Regions from separate parts of the Bombyx mori genome. Here region 2 is linked to region 1. The links are chromatin contacts, called in public Hi-C maps. All regions are on one chromosome and are shown on one strand. Each heading gives the region's core, a stretch centred on a gene start, on an enhancer-like site or on the middle of the called end of the contact. The rest is flanking DNA. Distances are from core to core; before and after follow the strand shown. Region 1 holds the start of LOC101746441 (serrate RNA effector molecule homolog). Region 2 holds the start of CHD1 (Chromodomain-helicase-DNA-binding protein).

The links. A called contact is a pair of places that touch in the nucleus more often than the background predicts.
Region 2: a Hi-C map of middle silk gland shows a contact between it and region 1, with 1.9 times the contacts expected there. The contact joins the promoter of CHD1 here to the promoter of LOC101746441 in region 1. A contact is called at or near these places in 2 of 7 Hi-C or Micro-C datasets (middle silk gland and posterior silk gland).

The regions. Positions count from the first base shown.
Region 1 is chr5:9,977,908-9,982,543 of ASM3026992v2, forward strand. LOC101746441 (serrate RNA effector molecule homolog) reads left to right here and starts at 2,765. Exons shown (of 16, transcript XM_038011085.2): 1 at 2,765-3,100; 2 at 3,836-4,054. The coding sequence starts at 2,961.
Region 2 is chr5:10,961,799-10,966,647 of ASM3026992v2, forward strand. CHD1 (Chromodomain-helicase-DNA-binding protein) reads left to right here and starts at 1,957. Exons shown (of 19, transcript NM_001113263.1): 1 at 1,957-2,232; 2 at 2,376-2,606; 3 at 2,765-3,094; 4 at 3,173-3,423; 5 at 3,972-4,085; 6 at 4,175-4,339; 7 at 4,423-4,703; 8 at 4,833-4,849. The coding sequence starts at 2,585.

The DNA.
Region 1 (4,636 bases), core at 1,515-4,014:
AACAAACGGAACAAAGTTCCAGGTCGTCGTGAGGTTCCACGTTCCTCACGAACCACGGTGCTCCGGCGGAATCAGCAAAAACAAGATTGAAATAATTAATTTAAAGGGGTTTTAAGTTAGTGCGGACCGCATGATCGAACGCTAATATTTTGTCATGACAGGTCATGACCGGACGTATGGAAGTTTTGTAGTGTCACTTTATTACGAAGGGTTAATTTACTTCGCTTGCAAATCGTCGGATAGAGGACCTTAATCAACATTATCTCATTTCGCTAAAATGCATGTATTTATTAATTCAAGATTTTTATAACTCGACAATGGAAACAATGACGTCACAAAAAGTCTATAGCCATACTTAAAAAAAAAGAAATGCATCTGTATATCTTAGTCAATCAAAAAAACCACCGATCGAACGTTTAAGCCTGAAGAAACGCTAAATAACATTAAAACAGTTCGGTACTTTCCTCCCCTTCCCGCCAATAAGTCACAGTTACACGTAACAAGAACAAGCAAGGCCTTCCCTTGGGGTCGAAATTAGAAATCGCTAGTTGGCAACGCTACGCTTAACTACGCTATTACCGCCTATTAAAATTTACATGTAGTCTAACTAAAATATTTTATTACTTAATTAACACATCATTACATAAACATAATGAAGGATTCATACAATCGAACGTACAATTCCTCTTCAAAAACAAGCACAGTGAAAACACTGTGCGACTTTTAAACCTCATATCTCAAGACAGAAACTAGGGCATGGACTTAACTTAAATAAAATTTAACATATCTCTATACCGCGATTTACAGTTTCGAAACAGCGACATCTATTGGCCACAAAGAAAAGCGTCAAAATAGTCAAGCGATTCGAAACATGGGAAGGAAAGTATAGGTACTCGAATTGTGGATTTGTTGTGACGTGGCAGAGCTCGTATTAGACAATATATATATATATAATTATATACACACATACCACTAAAAGGATATGATTGTTTGAAATTATTTCACTACCTATAAAATCTGAAGGACAGTATAATTGACCACATGTACGCTCTTTTGTAGGTATTAAAAAAATAAACTAGATTGCTTCTTTCATAATTATGTAGGCACGAGAAGAATGTCAATATCCTCTGCTACGATAGATACAGAATCATAGGATTGGGGTGTGGCAAGCTCAGAACGGACGATGACTGTATCTGCATCTAATTCAGCCTGGTCGCACTAAAAATCACCTCTGGGCTCTGATGGAGCCGTTTTGTGAACGTCTATTATAAAACAGAAACGAGAGAGGGAAGAAACAGCTGAACATTCTAGGACAAATTATAGTAATAACAGTAATAGGTAGCTGGCAGATGTTCATTTGACCCCAAGAGGTACCTAGGAATTTTCTATCTGCTTAGGATTCTCGTAATAAATGTACTCTGCGAAGTATTATAAAAATCAATGATTTTTATGTATTATGGTGAGGAAAAGGGTCGATAATAAATAAATAAAAATATATATAATAGAAAACTAAGCCTAACGGTTCATTTTTATCGCATTATTGCGAATATTTAAAGACCTGGTCAAATTTGAAGCGCTGTAAAACTCAAATAAATTAACGATATTAAACTTTGTCGCTGGAATTATCCGTTTCTGCAGGGTTGTTGGTTTTGAGTAACAGCGCGAAAACCCTTTTGCCAAGATGGCGGCTTAAGGCCATTGGTGGCGACCCTACAAGCTTGAACTTATGCATAAGTATGTCAACTTGTCAACTTTTTTTTATTGCTTATATGGGTGGACGAGCTCCACAGCCCACCTGGTGTTAAGTGGTTACTGAAGCCTATAGACATTTACAACGTAAATGCGCCACCCACCTTGAGATATAAGTTCTAAGATCTCAGTATAGTTACAACGTCTGCCCCACCCTTCAAACCGAAACGCATTACTGCTTCACGGCAGAAATAAGCAGTGGTACCTACCCGTGCGGACTTACAAGAGGTCTTACCACCAATGAACTCCTCCACCATTTAAGAAAAATAAAATTGCGTCCTCTGAAATAAAATCTTAATACGTGTTTTTATTTGTCTTTGGTCAGGCAATAAAAACATGGCAACACCATCATTAGATCCAAATAGTCGGAAGGAATAGGATAAAGTTGTTTATTTTGTGAAAAGTGAAATAGCCGATTGAATTAAACGAAAAGGAATTTAAATTAATTCAAATGAGATTCTGAAGAGACAGCACCTAGTAAAAAGTGTAAAATTAACTGAATGGGGGAGTTCAAGTGTAGTGGATGCAAGCTTTATAGTTTCAAATTGTTCTTACTTGTGCTGACAAAGAGACCTGCGTGTTAGTTATAAATTTTACGTAAAAGAACATATTTTTAAATCAAAATTTTCTTTTGTACAGTCTTCATTTTTATTTACATGAATTATTTTTTATAGTTTTACTGTAATATGAAAACATTTTTATAATTATAAGTTGAATTAAATCAGTTCCGAGAATTGATATTCTTCGTTAATTTCAATTAGCTCTTTACGATTCTTTTTAGTAATATCCTAATTACCTGCAACTGATACGATTGAATTTCTAAGGAGAAACAAGAACTACAAAAAACAAAATCCAGTATGTATCTACATTTTGTCAGGAATCAAGATGTAAGGAATCACTGACTATAAAGAGGTCTATGTAGTTTGTGAGTTCCACCAATCTTTATTTAAGTTAATTGTCTGGCTTAAAAGACTTTGCTTCCAAGCCAGTAAATGTATTTAAAAAAAAATTAGGTAGTCTGTGAATTTCATGTAACATCTTTAATCATAGATTATACACTTTCTTTAATTGCCTATGGTGTGCGTGTTAATTTATGCCTTTCGAGGATTTTCTAAAGCTATAAATGAGTGATTGTTAAAATCTTAATGAATCTATGCATAAAGAAGTTAAACAATTAAGATAATCTAATAGTTTCCTTAATTCTGAACACAATGGCTGACAGTGATGACGAGTATGATCGTAAAAGACGAGATAAGTTTAGAGGTGAAAGAGGTCCTGCTGACAACAGCAGTTACCGAAGCAGCGATAGACGTGAAGAGCGTAGTCGTGGACGAGAAGAATGGACAGAGAGGTACAAACTCACACGTACAAATAATAAATGCTAAAACAACGAAAACTTGTAATAAGATTTAATATTCCCTTTCAGATCCCAACCTCAAACTCACGAACTTCCTAACAATCCTAAATCCATCCCCAAACCCATAAAACGTTCAATACCAATATTAAGGTACTTTTCTGTTTAGCTAATTTGTTTGGTGATTCAACAAAATGTAGATGTAGTGATAAACTTGTAAATTACACAGACAACTTTCACTTCTACTCGTAGAATATGATGTTTAATTACAATGTTTATTTTAAAAATAGGTACCCCATTATTCATAAATCTGTTTCTAAGAGATTTATAAAAGATCTAAATAGAATTAATTGTGTATAAGTATCATACTATTATATTACCACTTAGTTATGGCATGTAATAGTGCATACAAATTGTACTATAATGTAATACAATTAAGCCAAATTTCCTATATTCCTATAAACTTATCTTTAAAGTAATTAAAAGCTATTTTTTGTTGATAGTAAATAGAATGCATGAGAGCTGAAATTATCATAGAAAGTAATTTTAGGAATGCACATGTATTTTTATTTCTGCTAAAAATCAAAGGTGCCCAAGCAATCACAAAATCGAACCCTGGTTTAACTTTGTGACCAAGCTAAAACACCTTGTATTTGCTTTGTTTCTGTAGTTTATTGTAGTAACTTTTGTTTTTGGAAGGTCTCGTGGAGGTCGATCAGGTCCTGATTACAGGGACTACCGGAGCGGTGTAACTGGTACACGTGGATACTCACCAATAAGAGGGGAGGGTCCACCAAATAAAAGGATCAGACCAGAATGGCCTATTGAAGATAGAAGATATGGAGGTATGCCACATGACTCTTATGGGTCATATGGTTGGGCCCATGATCATTTTGGCCCACATCCAGCTCATCAAGGTTATGGACAACCCATGCCACCAGTACCAGCCAGGTAGGTTTAAAATAAAAAATGACAATAAATTTCTTATCTAATGAATCCTTGGTTTATTTTAGATTGAGGATATAAAATGTTATTTCCAGAGTTAGTGCCAGTTTTGCCACACCAAACTGAGCAACACCTAGCCGCTAGAACTAGCCTTGATTGTTAATTGAAATTATATAATTTAAGTAAAAGAAAGACATTTACCTAACACTACATAAACACAGTATTCATAAAAAAAATTAAGAAAGTTCAAAAAGTAATATTCTCAGCCATTCATTCAAACAAACTATTATGGCTCTCATTGGTACTGAAAAGTTGTGACATTTTATATCATTTGATAATAGCCCTACAGGTACACTAATATCTTAAAGAAGTTTTTTTTAAATTTAACTTTAATTTAGATAGTATAAAAGTATGTCTTATATCATTTTACTAAAAACCAAGGTCAACCAAACTTCATTATATCAGAACCTACTAAAATTTCCTACAGCTCTTTGAACTTGTTTTAACATCATTAATCATGAGTAATACAGTCTAGTTGTTTAATGAAGCTGTATGAATTGTGCCAAATAAAGTAGCTGTCAAAAATTA
Region 2 (4,849 bases), core at 707-3,206, 980 kb after region 1:
GATTTTTCCATTATTTCCTACTATGGCTATGCACAAAAGTGCCTTACATTTTATAAAAAAATGGTTAGAAAACTGGAATTGGTGTTATACATATATTTTATTTCTTTATAGATGCTGACAATTAAATAAAAATGTGTTTTTGTTACAGAAGGGTTCCATAAATGAATCTGAAAGTGATTCCACAAGTGAAAAAGGAGATAAAAGTGACTCCAGCGAATCAGGCTCTGGAAGCGAAAGGTAAGTTCTCTACTATTAAATAATCAAATACCAGGTGTCAGGTAAATATACTGAAGACGAAGACAGTTAACAGTGCTGAAATAAAAATAATAGTGGCATGAAAATTAATTATTTAAAGACATGGCCAAAGCTTTGGCACTGCAATGAATAATGTTTTCCAATGAATAATTTAGATGTTTACAACATTTGAGCTTATTGATCATGCTTAATGATATAGTTTAATGTTTATGTTGTGGTTATTATATTATTCCTAATAAATTTATAATTGATCAATATAGTGGATGTATTTTGTTTCTGTTCTTACAGTGGTATATAGAGAAATTCAGTGGTATTTAGAAATTACTATAATGGTCATTTATATACATAATATCTCAATATTTTAACATATATTCAGAGTAGTTTAATATAAAAGTCAATAATATGATAGATATATATGAAGTATATGAGTGTAAAATATTTATCTCGAGTCATGTGATATGTTCCAGTAACTAATCTCAGTCTCTTGCTGTTTGGTGCCTTGATATATTGAACCAGTTCAAAAGCTGTTCAAGTTGTTTTTCTTATAATTATTAAATTAAATACAACTATTAACAACTATAAATAAAACTATTCATTTAAAATTCTATGATTCAAATTCGAAGTGTAAAAATCAATATCATTACCAATAATATCTGGGTGATGAAGATTTCAACTTCATTTAAACATATTGTAATCCATCTTTGGTAAATAAATCTTGGTTTCTTCTACAAACTTATATTGATGGTGGCAGTAATGTCTAATGAATAAAAATAATCCATGAACTTAATGCAAAATACCCCAAAAAGGAATTTGGGTTAGCCAATCACTTTGTAATTATTGTCATATTATTCCCATAATCATTTTATAGCTATTAATAAAGCAATAAAAAAAAATTAAGCAATGAACCAATATGCCTTTTCTTGATTGGAAAGGCTTCATCTACATATTCAATACTCTTGAAACAAGCATCTAAGTAGTTGATAAAACATTTTTTTTTAAATTGGATTTTTTTTATATTAAAATTGTAATTACCCAAGTCATGCTAGGAGATATAAGCATTTCTTCAATTATTAATGTTGAATTTGTTTTGTTTTCAAAAGGAAATAAACAAAATAAAATAAAATCTTATTATGCTTGCTTATTAAAATATCATAACTCCAGTATTTGTAAAAAAATTGTCAACTTATGTAATTGTTTATTTTTTTATTTACAGTGAAAGTGGCTCTAGTTCCTCAGGTTCAGGATCACACAGATCTGCATCAGAAAAATCTGGTGTAGGGGGTTCACATCATAGTGATGATAGCAAAACATCACATAACTATGATAATGCGAATTCATCAAAATCTGACCATCATACTGATAAAAATAGTTCTGATGAAGACTCAGCACCAAAGTCTAGATCTAGAAATAGCCATAGCAAAGTAAAATCTGATCTTTGGGAAGAAAATCCAGATATATATGGAATCAGAAGATCAGCACGGCCAAGAAAAGAGCCAGATAGATTAAAATTAGCAGATAGTGATTCTAGTGAAAGAGATAGAACTCACAGTCGGAAAAGTAGAAAAAAAAGGTAAATGCTTTCAGAATATAGGTACTATAATATAATACATAATATAACTGTGAATAGTAAATTATTCAAAAAGTCCAGAACTCACAGTCGGAAAAGTAGAAAAAAAAGGTAAATGCTTTCAGAATATAGGTACTATAATATAATACATAATATAACTGTGAATAGTAAATTATTCAAAAAGTCCTAGATGAGTTAAAATGCCATTGATTTATTGATTAATACCTAAAATAACATTGTTTTCCATTGTAGCAACTCATGGAATTCTGATACATCAGAAAGTGACAGTGAAATAGGGGGCTCTCCACCACCACCATCAAAGAGACCTGGCCAAAGAAGTCTACCTCTGAGGAAAAAGAAACCGAGTAGGAGAAGAAGGTATTCTAGTGACGAAGAAGAGAGTTCAGAGGGTACAGATGATGAAAGCAAGAGGTAAATATATAATTTTGAAATTATGTTGATCAATTCTATTATATAAAAATGGAAAGAATTTCAAAAAAGTGTCTAGCCAATAAAAACGTGTTCTTATTGTGAATTAACTCCAGACCTTAAGTTTATGTTAGTATTGCATTCAGAATACATGTGAGATATTTGTCTAGTCGAACAACAACAAGACGTACAGGCGCAGCAGTTAGTTATAAAGAAGCAAGTGATGAACAAACTGATTCTTCTGATCTTTTGGAGGTGGAAGGTGTGGAAGGAGATGGTGAAGCTGAGCCAGAACCTGAGGATCATAGTGAGACAATAGAACGAGTTCTGGGAATGCGACGAGGGAAAAAAGGAGGTACTTCAATAATATAAATGTGTATGATATAATATGTAAATGAATAGCACAATTTATAATTTCACCTAAGTTTTAGTATTTATGCTTTTTATTTTAATTTGCATTTTGGTGCAAATATAATGTTAAATTTTAGCTAATATCTTCTTCTCATTGTGCAGTCACTGGCAATGTGACCACCATTTATTATATAGAAGAACATGGAGACCCTAATGAAGGTTGTGACCCTAATGATGAAGACTCTACTGAACCTCAATACCTGATAAAGTGGAAAGGATGGTCACATATTCACAACACATGGGAATCTGAAAAGACAATTAATGATCAAAAAGTTAAAGGCTTAAAGAAACTGGAAAACTTTATTAAGAAAGAAGTAGAAATCTCATGGTGGAGACAGCAAGCTGGACCTGAGGATATAGATTACTATGAGTGTCAGTCTGAACTACAGCAAGAATTAGTTAAAACCTACAATAACGTTGAAAGGATAATAGGTAAGAAATTTACAGTTTTTCTTTAAACTTTATTTTGAATTTATTTGAACTAAACAAAAGTTCTTTTTCACTGTACAGCTGAACAAAATCGTGAGCTAGAAGGTGGTGGAACTGCTCATGAATATTTTTGCAAATGGGAATCTCTTCCATATGCTGATGCAACATGGGAAGATGCAGTTTTAATAGAGAAAAGATGGCCTGTTGAGGTGGAGCACTTTAAAAGTCGAGAAGCTGCTAAAAGTACTCCATCTAGGCATTGCCCTGTATTGAAAAGGCGACCCAAGTTTCATCAGATAAAAGAACAACCTGAATACGTGGGAAAAGATTCAGTAAGTAGAATAAAATATTTTAATCCTAATTTGATGAAGATTGTTAAAATCCTACATTAATACTCGATTAGTTGTTTTCAAATTGGTAAAACGCTTAAAATACATACGTATTTGGAATACATTCTATTATTAAAACAGAATTTTTAGTACGTAAAATTTAGAATTTCGAACATCATTCCATTCATTCCTCAATGTCCAATCTCATCAGACATCCGCCATCTTGTTAACACAAACGAATTCATAGAACGCCATTTTGAAATTACTGTCATCTCATTGCTACGCCATCTATTGATCAATGCTAAAAACTGGAAGACTCTTGTTATCGGGTTAGTTACCACAAGGTGGCGTTAAATTAAAAATAGTACTTTTTAAGTCTACAGAGAAATCATATTGAAATTTTCAATTTGGATTCGGTTTTGATATTTGTTCACTGTAAAAAAGAATCGTATCGCGGAATGTTATATTTTACTTAATGCACTTGAATTATTACTTGATTAAACCTGATTAAAATGTATGCTTTATGTATCGGAACAATTTGATTATTGCAGAGTTACCACTTGAGAGATTATCAAATGGATGGATTGAATTGGTTAATTCACTCATGGTGTAAAGACAATTCAGTAATTTTAGCAGATGAAATGGGCCTAGGCAAAACGATACAGGTATTATATTTGGTTATTGTAACTCAGTTTTTTTTTTTTTTTTAAATAATAATTATAAAAGTAATTAATGTTATTCAATTTGATTTCAGACAATTTGTTTTTTATACTATCTCTTCAAGTCGCAACATCTGTATGGACCATTTCTTTGTGTAGTGCCTCTGAGTACAATGACTGCCTGGCAAAGGGAATTTCAGCAGTGGGCACCCGACATTAATGTTGTTACTTATATTGGTGATGTTAGTAGCAGAGATATAGTAAGTACATGTCATAGTCATTTATAGTTTCAGTTAATTTTTTTAATAGATAACTAATTATAATTTACTCATTTCCTTTTCAGATTAGGCAGTTTGAGTGGAGCTTTTCTAGCTCAAAAAGACTGAAATTTAACGCAATATTAACCACATATGAGATTTTGTTAAAAGACAGACAGTTTTTAAGGTCTTTTAGTTGGGCTTGCTTGCTTGTAGATGAGGCTCATAGGTTAAAAAACGATGACTCTCTACTATATAAGGCCTTAAAAGAATTTGATACCAATCATAGATTATTAGTTACTGGTACACCTTTACAAAACTCACTGAAAGAATTGTGGGCCCTTTTACATTTTATAATGCCTTACAAGTGAGTATTAATGAGATATAATTATGTAGATACATAATATGCAGTGTGTGAAATAAAATAAAAATGACGAAAGACATACATTTTTAAGTAAGCATTTCACATCAAACTAAATATATCTTAAATTTGCAGGTTTGAGTCTTGGGAAG